2 separate regions of the Mus musculus genome follow, and region 2 is linked to region 1. A link is a contact called in public Hi-C data. All regions are on one chromosome and are shown on one strand. Each heading gives the region's core, a stretch centred on a gene start, on an enhancer-like site or on the middle of the called end of the contact. The rest is flanking DNA. Distances are from core to core; before and after follow the strand shown. Region 1 overlaps Gm41517 (a long non-coding RNA gene). Region 2 has its middle 9.2 kb from the start of Gm29050.

Region 1 (3,848 bases), core at 393-2,892:
CCAAATGATACACATCTTAAAATGAATTTTGGAAACATGTATGTTACTGGGAACATGAACACAGGACAGCCTCAGCACACAATGGGATTCTTCTATTAAACAGGGAGATGTCAGTGAGAATTAATTGCTTTCTTTCGGATCAACCTAAATCAATCTAAATTGTTCAGATTGTTTGACTGCATTACATGGCTTTTATGGTAAAGACACTACAGAGTTTCAGCTAGCAGCCTCTAGAGAACCTCTCTCTCTCTCTCTCTCTCTCTCTCTCTCTCTCTCTCTCTCTCTCTCTCAGGATACTGAAGTCAGAATGTCTGATGGCTTAGAGACTTGCAAAAACAAACAAACAAACGAACAAACAAAAAAACCAGACAGATGACCAGATCTCAGCTGGTGTCAAACTAGCAGAATTGCTCAAGGGAGAAGGGCTCAGGCTGGAGCCGTACAGGAGAACATTCTACAAACAACTCCTGGCTTCCTCCACCCAGGTCTCATTCCACCTGGTTTCTCAAGAGCAGATCTTTTGGCCAGCCTTAAGCTCAGAGGATCTGTAAGGCAGGAGGCTGAGTTCCAGTTGCCTTTGCCCTAATTTATTGAGGCCTTTAAAAGTAAATAAATAAAACTTTGAACTCAAAACCATCTGAAAGCTTTATGAGTGAGATATGCTACTTGCCTTCAGGGGTATCAAAGATCTCTGGAATTAAAGTAATAAAAAAGAAAGAGAGAGAGAGAGAGAGAGAGAGAGAGAGAGAGAGAGAGAGAGAGAGAGAGAGAGAGAAGGAAGGAAAGGAAGAAGGAAGGAAGAAAGAAAGAAAGGAAGAAAGAAAGAGAGAAAGAAAGAAAGGAAGATAGGAAGAAAGGCTCTGTAGTTGCAGAACTAGAAAGCTGCCCAGACTGGAAGCAACTGGTTCTTGTAGCTTATTAACTTAGGTGGGGGCAGGCCAAGCACGGAAGTCCCCAGCTCTGCCCTTGTCTTTTTCTAATGGAGGATTCCCCCTGTTCCTGGGCCTTTAATCGGCCTTTGTTCCTTCGGAATCTAGAAACAAACCTTTTCCAGAAAGGCCAGGGAGAGGAAAGGGGAAGCTGGAAAATGGCTCTTGAGAACCAGTAGAAGAGAAAACAAGGGGTCAAGGGGACCTCAGCTATTACAGGTTCACTCTGGAATCTGGGGGTCTGAACAGCAAACCAGGCAACTTGTGTGGTGACCTGTGTGAGCGGAACATGGCCCTCACAAAGCCCTTTCTTTTCTCTCTTTAGAGAGATGGACTAGCACCCCCTTATTGGCTGTGAGCACGGAGGAGCTCCACGGGGGCGGAGTGCCTCCCTTGGCTTGTAGGTCTGGACCCGAGATTCCTGTGATAAACTGGAAAACAGTTCAGTGCGCTTCTCTGTTAGATGCTGCTCTTTCAAAGGCAGGGAAAAGCAGGCTCTCAGGAAGGAGCTGTCTGGTCCAGCCAGCTCAGGGATAGAGGCTTCCAGACGTTTCCAGGGGCCGAGCTGCTTTTCCTTCTCCAGAGTGATGGCCTGGCTTGTGCACTCATGCAAGACGCTGCTAGTAAGCACTTTTCATGGTGTGTGTGTGTGTATATGTGTGTGTGTGTGTGTGTGTGTGTGTGTGTATGCGTGTGTGTATGTGTGTGTGGCAGAGACAGAGAAGATAGAGACTGAGAGAGACAGAAACACGGGGCGGGGCATGGCAGGGAGAGGAGGGAGGGAGAGAGAGGAGGGAGGGAGGGAGGGAGGGAGGGAGAGAGAGAGAGGGAGAGAGAGAGAGAGAGAGAGAGAGAGAGAGAGAGAGAGAGAGAGAGAGAGAGAATATGAACCCCCTTTGCATGCAGACCCGCACAGTGACCATGTAAGGAGGAAGGAAGTGTGCTGCAGATGCTGTTTCTGTACCTGTGTGCTCAGCTAGGGCCCGGCCCTCTGCTGCCAAATCCCTGGGGGAGCTGACACATGAACCAGTTTCGCTTGTCCCCTGCACCTCCTCCAGCAGGAGCAGCAGGCTAGGCGGGGAGAGGTGACAAGCTGTAAGGCCTTTCCTGCCAGAGCCCGCCCCTCGCAGGCCTGGTGGTTTCTCTGCAAAGGAAACATTCAAAACTCCAGAACGTGGCATGGGTCTTCCCTAGCATGTGTGCCTGTCAACAAGTCACCAGTGTTGGAAGAGCTAAGGGGAATGTGTGAGTTGCAGGAAGCCCACGGAAGACTTTCCTGGAGAAGGCTGTTTACCAGGAGGCGCGTGCTTGCTTCCTGGTCCTAATTAATGTCAGTCTTGGTTACTGTGTTCGCCTTCTTGGCGATCTTCTTAGCTCCATATAATTCTGTGCTTCTACACACCGAAACCATTGCTAGCTGTGCTGAGGAGGTAAAAAGTCCCAGATTTTAAAGAGACAGCTTTTAACCAAAGGATTGTGGCAGGTAGGCGGCATGTTAACTATCCAGGCTTCCAGACAGAATGGAGACCTTGTAACACCTGCATGAGGTCCTGTCTGGGCAGGGATCCTCATTCTGGAGTGTTGCCCTTTGGGGACAGATGGCCTTTTTTTCTTTTTTTTTCTTTTGTCCAGGAAGAGAAAACCCTGTTACATAGAGGATAGAGTGATTTATGCAGACAGTTTAAAGGGTGTTTCACAGCTCTGTGGAATGCAAGAGGCAGCATGATTTGAAGGTACAGTATACTCAAGGGCCAGTGTGGAGTGCACCAATGTTTTCCTTTCCTACTTTGAAGCAAGTTTCAATCCATTTCACTGACGAAACCGGTTAACCATGTGCAAATGTGTAGCTGCCGGAGCCGATCAGCCTTCCCAAGGCTCCATGGAAGCGGTGACTTCTCTCAGCACTTGGGGTCTGGTGTCGGAATAAACTGGTCAATACTGCCTTCTACAGAGCAAATGTCTTCCTTTAGTTCTCACATTTAAAGATATTGTATTTTGGAGGGAGGGGAGACCATGCCTTAATTTTCCTTCAACTGGAAATGATCATAATAAAATATTTGCATTGGAAATCATTTCTATTTTATAGAAATTAAGTTTTCTCTTTTGGAAATCACGGGTTTGGGGCAAAGTAAAACTGCAATATATATACTTTAAGTATTTCAGGGACCAGAGGTTAGCGGTTAGGAGCATGCACTGCTTTTCCAGAGGACCAAGTTCAGCTCCCAGCATCCACTTGTTGGCTCACAACTACTTGTAACTCCAGCTTCTCGGGATTCAACACCCACAGGAGCCCACACAGCTCTGCACATGGCACATGTAAGTTTATGCAGGTTCATGAACACAAAAAACAAAAATAAATCTAAAAGTATCTCAAAAGTTCATGCTTCAGTGAATTGCATATCTAGCGGCAGTTGATTTAAAACTTTGATTTCATTAGAAACACTCCTTTTTTATTATGAACTGTTTCAGGGATACCCCACCCCCGAGAATTATGTAATAAATCTCTGTGCTCTACCCAAGAGGTAAAGTGTTACAAGTGCAACTGAAGCTCTTACCCCTGTGCCCCCTTCTTTCTTTCTTTTCTTCTCTTTTTCTGTTTTGTTTTGTTTGAGACAGAATTTCTCTGAGTAGCCCTAGCTGTCCTGGAACTCACTCTGTAGACCAGGCTGGCCCCAAACTTAGAGATTACCTACCTCTGCCTTCCAAACTCTGGGACTAAAGACATGTGCCACCACTGCCTGACAAGGCACACTTTCTAAATAGTCCCTTCCTCACCTTTCAGAGATAACTATTACCCTGCATTCAGAGTTTATTGTTTCTGTGCATTGAAAAAAAAAGTCATGGGGCTAAAGAGATGGCTCAGTGACTAAGAGTACTTCCTACTGTTTCAGAGCTCGTAGGAGATGCTCCGCCCAACTC
Region 2 (3,855 bases), core at 735-3,234, 460 kb before region 1:
ACTCAGGAGCTGATAAGTGTTTGAGGCTGGGTACCGCAGGAGTCCTACTGTAATGCAGGGGGCCTAAGGAGCCTTGGAGAGCTGACGGTCTTCAATTCACATTGCAAACCTGAAAAGCTGGTGCTACTATCAGTGAGTGACTGGGCAGCAGCAACAGCAGATGAGTTTGCCAGTGCTTCTTCTCCTTTTATTTGGGCTGCTCCCAGGAGGTACCACCCACATTTAGGGTGGGACTTCCCACATCAATTAAAGCAATCAGGATAACCTACCACAGGCTAACCTCACGCAGACAATCCCTCTCTGAAGCCCGCGGGTGATTCTAGGTTAACAACTTAACCATCAAAGGCCCACCGTCTGTGTCTCTGAAATAGGTATAAGATCTCCTGTGTCACTGTGTTAGTGTGTAAAGTGGACTGTGTGAATAATACAGCACACACCTCGTGTCTCTCCTAACCCCTGCCTGCACTGTTAGCACACAGAAGCAGAGGTGAGTTAGGTAGCACTATCACCAGCCAATTCCCTGTCCCTTACATGTCTGTCTGTCACCCCATCTCTCTCTCTCCTCTCTCTCTCTCTCTCTCTCTCTCTCTCTCTCTCTCACACACACACACACACACACACACACACACACACACACATTTTAAGAGACCATGGAACATCTACAGAGACACGAGGAAGGCTGGGATTCCTCCATGTTGGGGTGACCAGGACCCAACAGTTTACTCCAGTGAGAGAAGGGGAAGTGTAGACTTAGCTGTTGTCCTGACGGAGCCTGTGGCTCTGAGGAACCATAGCCATTACAGAATTACAGAATTGCAGCCTACCTGGGGTGGGGTCTGAGCAAATGCGTATCTCATGGGTCCCCTAAGCTTGCTTTTGTTACCTCTTGGCAGGTTACCCCTCTCAGTATGATGTTCTAGGCACCTGCCAGTTCCCTGAGGGCAGTGGCTGATTGCACTCAACAGTCTACTTTGGAGCCTTGTGTGCTTGGGGACCCTGGGTGGCTCACTTGTTCTGTCCAGAACGTGGGAGACTGGTGCTGCAGATGCAATGGCCCCAGCCAAGGACCACTCTTCTGTTTTGCCATGCGTCCCAGAAATGCATTCTTGCAGCAAGTTCTCTAGCTACTGGCAGTTACCTTCCTAGACCACAATATAAGTCACTGCAGCCTCATTCCCTTGAATTCTACCCCTCCACAGCCTCTATGTTCACCGGCCTGAAAAAAAAAATCAGCCTAGTGTCACTGTGCCCTCTAAGCAAGCCGTTGCCATTCTTGGTAACTCCCAGACTTGGACTTCTGGACTGCATAGCAAACCATCGCTTTCATCCCAGCCACTAGGGCCAAGGGAGCCAGCTGAAGGGCACCATCTGCCCTGCAGAGTGCCAGCAGGGGGCGCAGAGTCCTGCCAGAGTGACCAGAGAGGGTGGGGCTGACTGGCTGGAGCCTCCGGGTATAGGCTGTGGCCTGCACCTGTGGGTCTTACTCTTTTGTTAAAGGGAGTGGGACAGAGCAAAAGGATCTGGCAGCATCCTCCCGCAACACACACCAATAGCGGGACATACTGTGCACCGGCCGACAAGGGACAGGCACAGAACTTCTTAGCTGACCAATATTTGAGCCGGGCAGGAGGGAAACCCATCCGAAAGGACAAGCTTACAAAAGGCTTTGGGTTGGTGATTAAGACTAGATTTAGATTTGGTTTATAAACAATGCAAATAGAAAACAAATTTTCTGAGTTTGGGACAAATGACATTGGTATTTTCCTTCCTTCCTTCCTTCCTTCCTTCCTTCCTTCCTTCCTTCCTTCCTTCCTTCCTCAGAGGCACAATTGTTATGGTTGGCACTAGGTAGGGACATGGCACAACTAGACAGATAGCCATCCTGTTAAAAACTTGGAGTTTCTCGCGAGGGAAAAGGGAAAGACACCAGAAAGAGTGGAAAGGACTAGAGCGAGGCACTATCCCCAGCAGCCAGGAGGGGGCGCAGAGCCCGGCGGGAGTGATTCTAAGGCTGCGAGCAGGAGGGCGTGGCCTGTGTTCTGAACCCCCTGGAGCCCTCTGGAGCCCCCTTCCTTCTGGTAGGGGAGAGCAAAAGGGAACATGAGGCCATGCTGTAGCTGGGCGGGACCTCTACTTGGTCTCCCCAAGTGGAGATGGGGCACAGCTCTCTGGCTGGGAGCGCAGAATCTACTAGGGCTCCTGTCTTGCAATCTCCAGAGAGCTCCAGGCACGTCAAGAAAAGCTCTGTAGGCGCTGGGTTCTAAGCACTCATGAGCAAGAGGACCTTCTAGAGACTTCTGTTGCCAAGCTCAGGGAGACACAGCGATTCTGAGTCCCACTGGAGGGACTTAGATAGGACTCAAGGGATAGGAGGGGGCGCACAGTGGCTGGCCCTAGTGGTGTTTGCTATATTCAGGAACTATTATTAAAGCTTTGTCACATACAGCCTCACAACGGGAACGTCGTCATCATCATCATAATCACCACCACCATCATCTCTATCATCATTGTCATCGTCGTAGGCGTCATCGTCAGTACCGTGAGGACAGGGAACAGTGTGCCTAGAAAAGTCAAAGAATATCCTTGCAGAGTGACACAGCTGAGAGTCAAATCAGACAGAACAACCGAGTCCCTGTCACACGCCCAAAAAGCGTTGTGGCTCAGACTCAAGGCCACGTCTGACTGTGGGTGAGAGGGGAAACAAACCGGAAAGTTCTGTATTTCCCGACCAAGGGCAAGACAGGAATGGAAGACCCGGTACCGCATGCCTGTCTAACTGCTCTTACAGGGCCAGCTAACAGACTCCTGCTGTACTACAGGAGACCAATATGCCACTACAATATACTCCGCTGCATTCCTGGCCTGGTACAGCATCATAGATCAGAGGGTGGAGTTAAGATCTTGAGGCTCAGGGTGGGGGTGGGGAGCGTGAGAGGTGCCCTGGGTAAAAGCAGATACAAAAGCCATACAAATGTGCTGACCTGAGTTCAACCCTCAGTAAGTAAGGTGTAAGGTGAGAACTCACTCCAGAGAATTGTCTCTAACCTCCGTATGTGTGCCATGCCAGCGCCGCCGACCATGTAATAATAGATAGATGCTAATATGTTAAACAATAATAATGAATTAGTATTCTCAGAGGCCCCAATTCCTTGCCCTCAGCTCTGGCTCCATACCTGTTCTGTTGGTCCTCCTCTGCATATCTTTACTGACAGCAGTCCATAATGAAAGTGCCCTGAATCTCTAGCCACCCTCCCTGCCTCACCTCGGGCCCCGTGGGCTTCTGGGACCTTGGCCTTAAAGATTTGGTCACGAAGAAGCCACAGAAGTGGTGACCTTGGTGAGAAGGGGCTGGACTTAAAGCCCAGGCCCTTTCCTGCTCCTGACACCCAAGGCAGGGAGTGCCCCGCCTTTGCCTTCCTCAGACAGGAAAGGCCAGCAAGACTTCTTTCTTCCCTCTGCTTCAGCCACCAGAAAGCTCAGAACTAAATGGAATCTCGACTCACACAGACTTTACCCCTTTCTCTGCTTCCTCCTCCTCCTGTGCCAGTTTTTCCATTTTCTCGGCCCATTTTAGCAACTTCACTGTGCACACGTCTTTTATTGGAAGCTGCCTCTGGTCTTTTTAGAAGCCGACAGGGTATAAATTATAAATAAAAATAACGGCTGCTAAAATCCTCCCGTCGCCGCTTTCTTATTTCGGGAGGTATCTGAAATCCTGACTTGGCATTGAAGATAAATTCAACACAAAACATCTTGTGCACCAACATATTTTTAAGTTTTCGTTTCTATAAAAGATCTCAGCTTGCTGCAAGCCCAGGCACCTAACTTCTCCAAGCAGCCGGTAAACAGAGGCAG

Evidence for each region. Hi-C and Micro-C count contacts between places; a contact is called where the count stands out from the background.
Region 2: a contact with region 1 is called in a Hi-C map of the N1E-115 cell line, with 4 times the contacts expected there. The contact joins two enhancer-like sites. A contact is called at or near these places in 1 of 15 datasets of contacts at CTCF or cohesin (embryonic stem cells), 1 of 484 Hi-C or Micro-C datasets (the N1E-115 cell line), 3 of 115 datasets of contacts at active chromatin or transcription factors (embryonic stem cells and pancreatic cancer cells) and 2 of 9 other capture datasets (adipose tissue and embryonic stem cells).

What each region holds. Positions count from the first base shown.
Region 1 is chr17:4,944,310-4,948,157 of GRCm38.p6, reverse strand. Gm41517 (a long non-coding RNA gene) reads left to right here. Exons shown (of 4, transcript XR_876352.2): 4 at 2,562-3,423. Among named protein-coding and RNA genes, the nearest start is that of Gm34625, 8.0 kb to the left of the region's middle. Within about 2 kb of position 1,642, at least 100 of the 459 cell types and tissues checked have an H3K27ac peak or open chromatin away from gene starts, as enhancers often do. A contact at or near this core is called in the N1E-115 cell line, where this site is marked.
Region 2 is chr17:5,400,385-5,404,239 of GRCm38.p6, reverse strand. No RefSeq gene overlaps it. Among named protein-coding and RNA genes, the nearest start is that of Gm29050, 9.2 kb to the left of the region's middle. Within about 2 kb of position 1,984, at least 44 of the 459 cell types and tissues checked have an H3K27ac peak or open chromatin away from gene starts, as enhancers often do. A contact at or near this core is called in the N1E-115 cell line, where this site is marked.